2 separate regions of the Anser cygnoides genome follow, and region 2 is linked to region 1. A link is a contact called in public Hi-C data. All regions are on one chromosome and are shown on one strand. The core of a region is the stretch at or near the end of the contact, and the rest is flanking DNA. Distances in the headings are between cores, read along the strand shown. Region 1 overlaps LOC106038765 (a long non-coding RNA gene). Region 2 holds the start of CIPC (CLOCK interacting pacemaker).

Region 1 (4,154 bases), core at 536-3,035:
ATAATGCCTTGCTGCAAGCCAAACACAGCTTCCAAGTCTGCATATGCAAGTAATTAGGAAACTTCATGTGTGCAGTGCTTTTTTCCCTCTGTTTTCTACAGTACCTAAAACATTATAAATTAAAGTTAGAAAAATTTTACTTGATCCCACTTAAATCTGTCCCTTTACAGCCAGTACAGAGTGGCTTCTTGCAGCGAAGCCTCCAAGCACTTCTCCAGTAGCACGTTCGTTGTGTCCTTCAAGCTTTGCTTACACGTGGTGTAATGGAGAATAACCCCATCCACTCTGGGCAATTTAAAATTTACTTATTTCTCCATTGGTGCACATGGGGTTTCTTATCAGCTTTCTCAAAACACTTAACATGTGTTTATCCATATCTGTATTTGACTATACATCCGTTTGTCTACGCCTACATCTGTCTACATGAACGGACTTCATATGCTGAGAGAATGTTTCTGTGCTCACTTGGACAGAATCGGATTTAAATCTGCTACTGACCTTACACTGCTTATGACTCTGGGGAAATGGTCTCTCCCTGGAAAAGGTCTTACTGAGTTGAAAACTTTTTTTTTTGAGGATGTCAGAGAATCCCTCCTTCCTGACCTGAATCTGCCCTAAAAATTCCATGAGGTTGCTTGTTTGTGAAGACCACCTTCTGCCACGCTGGCCAAAACCACTTCACTGCCTGCTGGGCCTCTATCTCTGCCCATTGCTTGCCTCTTCTCTTAGAGTTAGACCATGAGCACTTTGGGTCAGAAACCCTTTTTCAGTACCACGGTATTCTGTGCTCCTAGTCCCTGGTTAGGACTCTGAGGTGCTACTAGGAAACAAGTCATGGTGATGCTCAAGTGCTCTGAAACCTCATTTGGCAATTTGTAACTCCAAGTTTTGCATCCCAGCAGACACCAAAGAAAGAGGAGTAGGGACACTGGACTCTGGACTTACTGATTTCATTACAAAATGCTATTATGACTAGTTATTCCTTTAAACTAGTTATTCCATTAAACACAGAGATGTGTTTAATGTAGGAGAGAGAAGAAGACAGGTCCCATACCCTAAGGCTCTAACAACCTAGATCTGAGCAGAGAGATCTGAAAGCCTGAGTACATCTAGTTTGTTAAGTGTCAAACAAGGAGCAGGAAACAAGGGTAACTGCAGCATCTGTGGGAGGCGAGTACCTAAGGCAGATAAAAGGCAGGAGAATAAAAAGATTTAAGAGATAAAAATTGGGCGAAGGAAAACACAGGATGCACACGAAGCAGCAGTCCCTCCCTCTGCAGTCTGGCAGGCTGCAGAACAGTCTCAGACGTGACGGGGCCTAATTAGAAATGTCCTTAATTTCAGGTAATCCTGGGCCTCAGAAATGGAAATTGCTCGAGAGTGCTGTTTGAGCACATTTATTTACTGTTTGAAGGGCACGATCCAAGACTAGCCCTGCAAGGAATGCAACAGATAGATTTCAAGCATGCTCCGACTTCCTAAAGTCTCTCTGATCAGAAAAAAAATGGGATGAAATGTGCAAGCACAACCAGAAAACCTTGTATGCAACCACCAGCGGGGCTCGCTGTAAGCAACACCTCCATGAGTGGGTGACGGAGCAGCTTCCCGGCAGCGAGGTGGCTTTAGCCCTGCAAACGCAGAGACGCGGAGAGCAGCTCCTGCTGGAGCTCGTCCCATGGGACCGGGCGCTTCGGCCGCCCCGTGCGCGGCACAGCCGAACAGTCTGGCTGCTCGCGGCCAGCAGGCTGTGTTCTTGGTCTGAGCTGGACCAGCCGCTGTTCCCCGCTCCTTTGACGTGTGCGTGTGTGTTACATGACTATAGAAGGAGCAATCAGTCAGCTCCCAGGAATCTTAGCAACAGCCGCGTCCCCAGAAAAGGCTTGCAGCAGCTGGAGCGCTGATGACTCAGCAGCATGGGCTCTCTGGCCTCTCGCTGATCCCTGGCAAGGACGGCAGCCCCGAGCCCTGGCTCCCTTGTTTGGGTCAGTGCTTTCTCGCTGGCACCAGCAGATGAATTCCTGGATCCTGCTGGCCTTGGCGTTAGAAAGCAACCAAAAATGAGCTGAGAGCTGCAGCCAAAAAAAAAAAAAAGTTTTTGTTCTCTTTTTTTTCTCTAACGACAAATTTAAAAAAAAAAAGAAAAAGTACAAACCCCACAGAATCCTGCTAGTAAGTTATAACGGAGGAGGCAAATGGCAGAGCTTAGCTGTGTAGGGGAAGATGGCCACAAGCCAGGAGACCCGCAACCCTGCCGCCCCTCACAGAACAACACGGAGGGGTGGGCTTGGGGCTGGGCTACAGACTGCCCCGAGCATCACTAGAAGGCTTGTTTTTTTATGTAACGAGAGTTTGGGAATGCGAGGTTGAGTAACTCCGCTGACATTTCACCTAGTTTCAGCCACTAGTGCGACGAATCCATTTGGCCTCGAGTTGTTTTTGCCTCCGAGGAAAATAGGTTTGCACGGCGCAGCCTCCCCACCCTCCTGCCGTAACTCCCCGGGGCGGACATGGAGGGAGATGGGGATTAAAGAGTCGTGGGTCGGGAACACAGCGTGTCTGTGAGCGGCGGGAGGAACATGGCGAGGGGACGGCGAGGGGACAGTGAGGGGACAGCGAGGGGACTGTGAGGGGACGGCGAGGGGCTGGCGAGGGGCTGTGGGCCGCGGTGCCGGCGGGCATGAGGCCCCTGCCCGAGTTCTGGGGGGAGAGGGCGGGCAAGGAGGGGCGGCGGGAGCAGGGGCTGCATGTCTGGGTTTTTTTGGCAAAGGGCTGCCGGGAAGCTTGCTGGTCCGCTGCCAGGCTCCGGCGAGCTCTGCTGGTCCCTCCCTTTCACGAGCACTAAAAATTCGCCCTGAAACAAAAACATGCATGTGTGTGTAACAATCTGCCTTCTCAGCAGCACCGCCACCACCCCGGCATCGCTGGCCTCATTACTCGGAGCAGGAAATGAGTAAAACATAAATGGCTTGGAAGGAGCCAGGAGGGGCCGCTTCTCTCCCCCGCTCCCTGGCAATGGCCGCCTATCGTTACAGTTTAATCTTGGAAATGCCAGACAGCTGTTGGGGTTGCTAGGAGACTGGCACACATTATGCAGATGTCGGGGACCTCAAATGTCTGCCGGAAATTACAGCTCATGTTGTGCGAGAGGAGACGTGCGTTTCCCTGTCTGGGGAGCCCAGCGGGAGCCCTGGGCCCCCCCCGCGCTCCCCACCCCTGAGCTGGGGCTGGCAGCCCGAGGCTTGACAAAACCCAGCGAGGACACCGGCTCCAGAGGGGGAACACAGATCACAGGCGCAGGAAAATACCTCAGGAGGGGAAAGACGGCCAGCGGGAGGGGGGCCACGAGCGGGCCTGGACGCAGCACGGCTCCCCGCGCAGGCCCCCACAGCTGTCCGGGCAAGGCCCTCTCCTTGCAGCAAATTGCCCCGAGTGTTTTTAAAATAAATGCCACACGGCACATTTATTGCACCAGGTGGGGGGCGAGGGAGGGTCCCGCCAAGCACCCGTGGAGGCTTGGAGCTGTCGCAGCAGCCTGCTCGTGGTGGTGGTGCAAAGTCGGTGTGGTCAGGGCCTCCTGCCGCCTAAAAATCCATGCTCTTCTGAGCAGGGAGCCTCAGCAAAATGCTGGGAATGTGGGAAAGCGATCCGGGTGCCCAGCAAAACAGGTTACAGGAGGGTATTTTAAGTGTAGGAGAGTGTACGAGCGTTCAGATGCCCTGGGGAATGTCTGCCTGAATATCCGAGCAGCACCTAAACCGCCTCGCGCAGCAAGGAGCGCCGTGCCACATGGTGCGATTCCAGCATTACTCACCCCCAGGACTCAGCCGCTTCCCCACCCTGTTACATATGACCAGGAAATTATAGCCTGTGCGGCTCTGAGCCTGGCTGAACGGCTGCCATATCATATGATACACAACAGTGGTGTGACTGATGAAACAACAGAGCAATGTGTTTTTACTGAAACTCTGATGCTTCACAGAATAGACGGGCTTGGCTGGGTCAGACTGTCATTTGGTGTCTTAAATGCATGCTCCCTCTTGCACTTCTTGCCATTAATTAAAAATTCTGGATAAAAGTGAAATCTTAATCTTCCTTTATGCTCGTTTCTCACTGCCCTCCTTTTTCTTACAGCAGACTCCGTGGCCAGCCTGTGT
Region 2 (4,140 bases), core at 42-2,541, 120 kb after region 1:
CTAGAGGGGAAGACACATGAGGAATGGCTGACGTCACTTGGCCTGTTCAGCCTGGAGAAGAGGCGGCTGAGGGGAGACCTCATCGCAGCCTACAGCTTCTTCACGAGGGGGAGTGGAGGGGCAGGCACTGATCTAATCTCTTTAGTGACGAGCGATAGGGCCCACAGGAACGGTGTAAAGCTGTGACAGGGGAGGTTCAGTCTGGATATCAAAAGGTTCTTCACCAAGAGGGCTGTCGCACACTGGAACAGGCTCCTCAGGGATACAGTCACGGCACCAAGGCTGTCAGAGTTTAAGAAGCGTTTGAACTGTACTCTTAGTCATGTGGTCTGAATTTTTGGGCAGACCTGTGTGGTGCCAGGAGTTGGACTAGATGATCCTTGTGGGTCCCTTCCAACTTGGGATATTCTATGATTCTATTCAAGGGACGTCATTGTCGCTGCTCAGCCCTTCTACACACCCCCTTTCTGTTTTCTGTCATGAAATTGCTTATCATCTCCAAATGCAAAATATTCTGACAGACTTTTAGGTGCTGGCAGTGTTTATGGAGTTCTCAGAATAAGAATAGCCATTCTTGCTGTATTCATTGATCCAAAAGATCCACTTCCACCTACTTATTTGCCCTTGGTTCTCTGTAGTTCATGGAAAGCAAATCTACACACTCCTTTCACTACCTTGTATTTACCGTGTAGAAGAATAAGGGTATCTTTTGCTCCTCATCTGCTCATGACAGCTCCTCCATTTGCTCTTTTCCCTCTTTGAGATGACAAGCTTAAAGTCTTTGGACCTTTGATGCTGCCTCCCTCACTTTGTAGGTGGCTGTTAGCGCGTGGCTTTTGCTGCCCTCTCACTCCTGGGGTATGACAGCCTCTAGAGCAGCCTGGACTCCTGTGAGGGCGTTGAACTGTACTTTTTGCACAGCACTTGTGAACTCCAGCAGCATCCCAAATTCCTGGCCCTGCTCACCTGCCTGGACCCCTCAGGAGCCCAGGCCTGGCAGCACACATTTCCAAGCCCCCACACACCCGCTGGGCCGAGGGCACACGGCCAGCTGGATGCACCCCCGCTTTTCCAGCGACAACCCTCTTTCCTGCCACCTCCCTGACGGCGAGGCGGCTCCCCAAAGGGCTTTCAAATCGACACCTCGGGCTAGCCCTTCTTCCTGACAGACCTGACAGCCGTTTGTGCACCTACAGCTGCACACCCCTCCCTCACAGCGCTCCATGGCCTGTGGCCGCAACCCCTGAACGCCCTCCCGCCTTCTCCCCTCAGGTGGCGACACCGCCATTACACCGCCCCGCCCCCCTTAGAGGAGGGCAGGCAGCGGAGCTGCGCGTGCGCGCCGCGGGGCGGGCGCTGGGCGCAGCCGGGGAGGTCGCAGCGCCATGGTGGCGGCGCCGCGCATGCGTGGAGCGGGCGGCGCTGAGGCGGCCCGCGGGCAGGTGAGGGGCGGCGCGGCCCGGCCCGGCCCGGAGGCGGCGGGGGGCAGCCGCGGGGCTCGGGGGTGCTGGAGGGCCCCGAGGGGCTGCCGCAGGGGGCTGGGGGCGATGGAGGGCCCCAAGGGAGGCTCGTTCGGGCTGGCTGCGCGGGGCCTCGCCGGGCCCGCCGTGAGGCTGTCGCAGCTGCGGAGGGAGGGAGGAAGGGAGAGCCTCCGGGGGGTCCCAGTGCCCGCTTCGCTGTGGGTTGTGCTCGGTTTGTTGTTTTCTGAAGGGAAGAGAAAAAGAGGTGCCAGCCCTTCCCAGACCTTCCCGTGACGGGTCCCGAGGGAGCGGCGTGGAGCTGGGTCAGGGCAGGGTCAGGCTGGGTGCTAGGTAAAGGTTCTGCACCGGGGGGTCGGGCACTGGGACAGGCTCCCAGGGCAGTGGTCACGGCACCGGGCGTGTTCAGAGCATCGGCCAAACGCTTCTTGAACTCCAGACGTAGGGCCTGATGTTTGGGTGGTCCCGTGTGGACCCAGGGGTTGGACTCGATGAGCCTTGTGGTCCCTTCCAGCTCGGGATGCTCAATGACCCTGTGATGTGAGGCTAACAGGTGAGGTGTTCGCATTAAACTCACATCTGGCCCTCGTTCTGTGTCCAGTTCTGATTTTTGGAGATTAACATCCATACATATCGCTTCCTTAAGAGAAATATTTTTGTTTTGGAGAGGGGTAAGCAATAGAAGCGTGGACCAGGACTGAACCCTCATCTTCCATTTAAACTTGTTTGTGCCATGAGCATTCAGCTGAGCTGTTCTGTTAGTGAAAGACACAGTGAAGCAGGATTTATATTTTGTAACTTTTAACCCGGTTAGAATTCAAACTGATTAAGACATATATATTGATATTTATCTTGAAGTGCCAGCATTTTTTCTCTATGATATAATTACATGCTTTTCTTACTGGGTTTCCTGATCAGAATCCCTTGACAAGACTTTATTAGAAGATTCTGTTAAGGATCCCAAAGGAGGGACAGTATCTAGGTTGATTTTATGTAGTTATGTCTGTCCTCTATCTGTTAGCAGGTCAGCAGGTGTGACTGAAGACAGAAAAATGAGGCAGAAGGCTACTGAAGAAGTTCTGTTCTGTTGAGCATTTTTCTGTCTTGCTTGTAGTTTTGTAGGTGGTCACGCTAGCATCTCACCACAGTTATCTAATGTACAGAGTTCATCACTGGAGGTGCCCAGGCTCAAGAACTTAGAGCACAACTCTAACAACCAGCTGTCAGGATTTAAGATGAAATTTGCGTTTCGACGTAGTTTGTTCCACAATGTATCTGCTGCAGCGTCATTTGATGTAACTATCACTGGATGCTGCTGTTAATGGGCTGCCGATCTGACTATTATGTGGTCTCCTGAGTTCCTGTCTTTGTGGTTTAAATATACAGCTCTAACATGAGATACAACTTGAAAGGGTTGCTTCACAGAAACATAATTTATACAGATACTATTAGACAATTTCTGCATTTAATCCTGTTGCTTTTCTGTTAGCCAGTCTCATCTTTATTTTATAAGAGAAGCAGGAACTTTTAGACTTAGCAAGCCCGCCTACCTTTAGGAAGCAGCTGAACGTTGTGATGAGTATGTGGTATAGAAGGTCTACATTTTTCTGGGTTTTGTTGGTTTTAGTTTCAGCCTTCCAGAGTTCTTGTTTTGAAAGGGTGTGAGGAGGCATTTCTAAGGCCGAGACTCCACCAGGAGTGATTGCAGGTATAGTATGTGTTGCACCTTTAGCAGTATGGATTTCTTCATCCCCAGCATGTTCTCTGATCACAAGACTTACCTCACTCTGAGAGTGAAACAGACTGTAATAACAAAACCACAGCTTTGGAGGTTCAGCACTTTGTTCTATGGGCTTCACCCAGCACAGCTGACTTGTTTGGGGATTTGGTGCCTGGGGTAGCTGTTTGTAAGATAGGTGTGGACTGAACAACTTTAATTCTTGAAAAATGTTTATGACTATCTCTTAGCTTGTTTTGCCTTTATGGGTGGAGAAGTGGCTCTAATATGTTAGTTTTCTATCTACATCTCATTCTTTGACTCATTTGAGATGCTTCTGTTCTGAAAGTCCCCACTTAATTTACTGGCAGTGTGAAAAGAGATGCACAACTATGCCACTTCACTCAGAGAGTCTTGATTTAATTACAGATAACAACCATATACAATGTATCTTCTATTTTATCTTGGTTACCCATGGTGCTGAACTTCAGAGCAATCTAGAATTGCGCATTGCACTTTTGGCAGTTCAAGAAATTACATTCCTATTTCTTAACTTGATGTGCACAGTAATGGATTATTGCCTTGTCTGTCAGAAATCGTAACAGAGTTAGAAATAACTTCAGCAGTGTGCTTTTCAGATGAATCTGCCATGTATTTTAGTCAGTAATTTTAAGTATGAAACAATTCTACTTCACGTAGTTCAGTAAAACTGGCTGACCTGTGCTCTATGCTTGACTTGCTCAGCTGCTGAAGGAAGGAGATGAATGACACAGGTTCATTCTGCCCCTTCCACTGCATCCATGTCTGTAGTTCTTCTAAAATTCTTTCAATTCATTGATGGTGCTCACAGCAATAATGTGTTTTAAAAAACAAATAAAAAAAAATCCATACTGTATTTCTGCTGCAGTTAATTTCATTCTTCCTACGCCTTAGGCTTTTCGGCAT

The links. Hi-C and Micro-C count contacts between places; a contact is called where the count stands out from the background.
Region 2: a Hi-C map of liver shows a contact between it and region 1, with 3 times the contacts expected there. The contact joins the promoter of CIPC here to the enhancer-like site in region 1. A contact is called at or near these places in 3 of 7 Hi-C or Micro-C datasets (granulosa cells and liver).

What each region holds. Positions count from the first base shown.
Region 1 is chr5:43,438,601-43,442,754 of Taihu_goose_T2T_genome, forward strand. LOC106038765 (a long non-coding RNA gene) reads left to right here. Exons shown (of 5, transcript XR_010831885.1): 4 at 1-4,154. Among named protein-coding and RNA genes, the nearest start is that of LRRC74A, 59 kb to the left of the region's middle. Within about 2 kb of position 1,786, at least 3 of the 3 cell types and tissues checked have open chromatin away from gene starts, as enhancers often do. A contact at or near this core is called in liver, where this site is marked.
Region 2 is chr5:43,555,848-43,559,987 of Taihu_goose_T2T_genome, forward strand. It overlaps CIPC (CLOCK interacting pacemaker), which reads left to right and starts at 1,292. Exons shown (of 5, transcript XM_048059782.2): 1 at 1,292-1,442.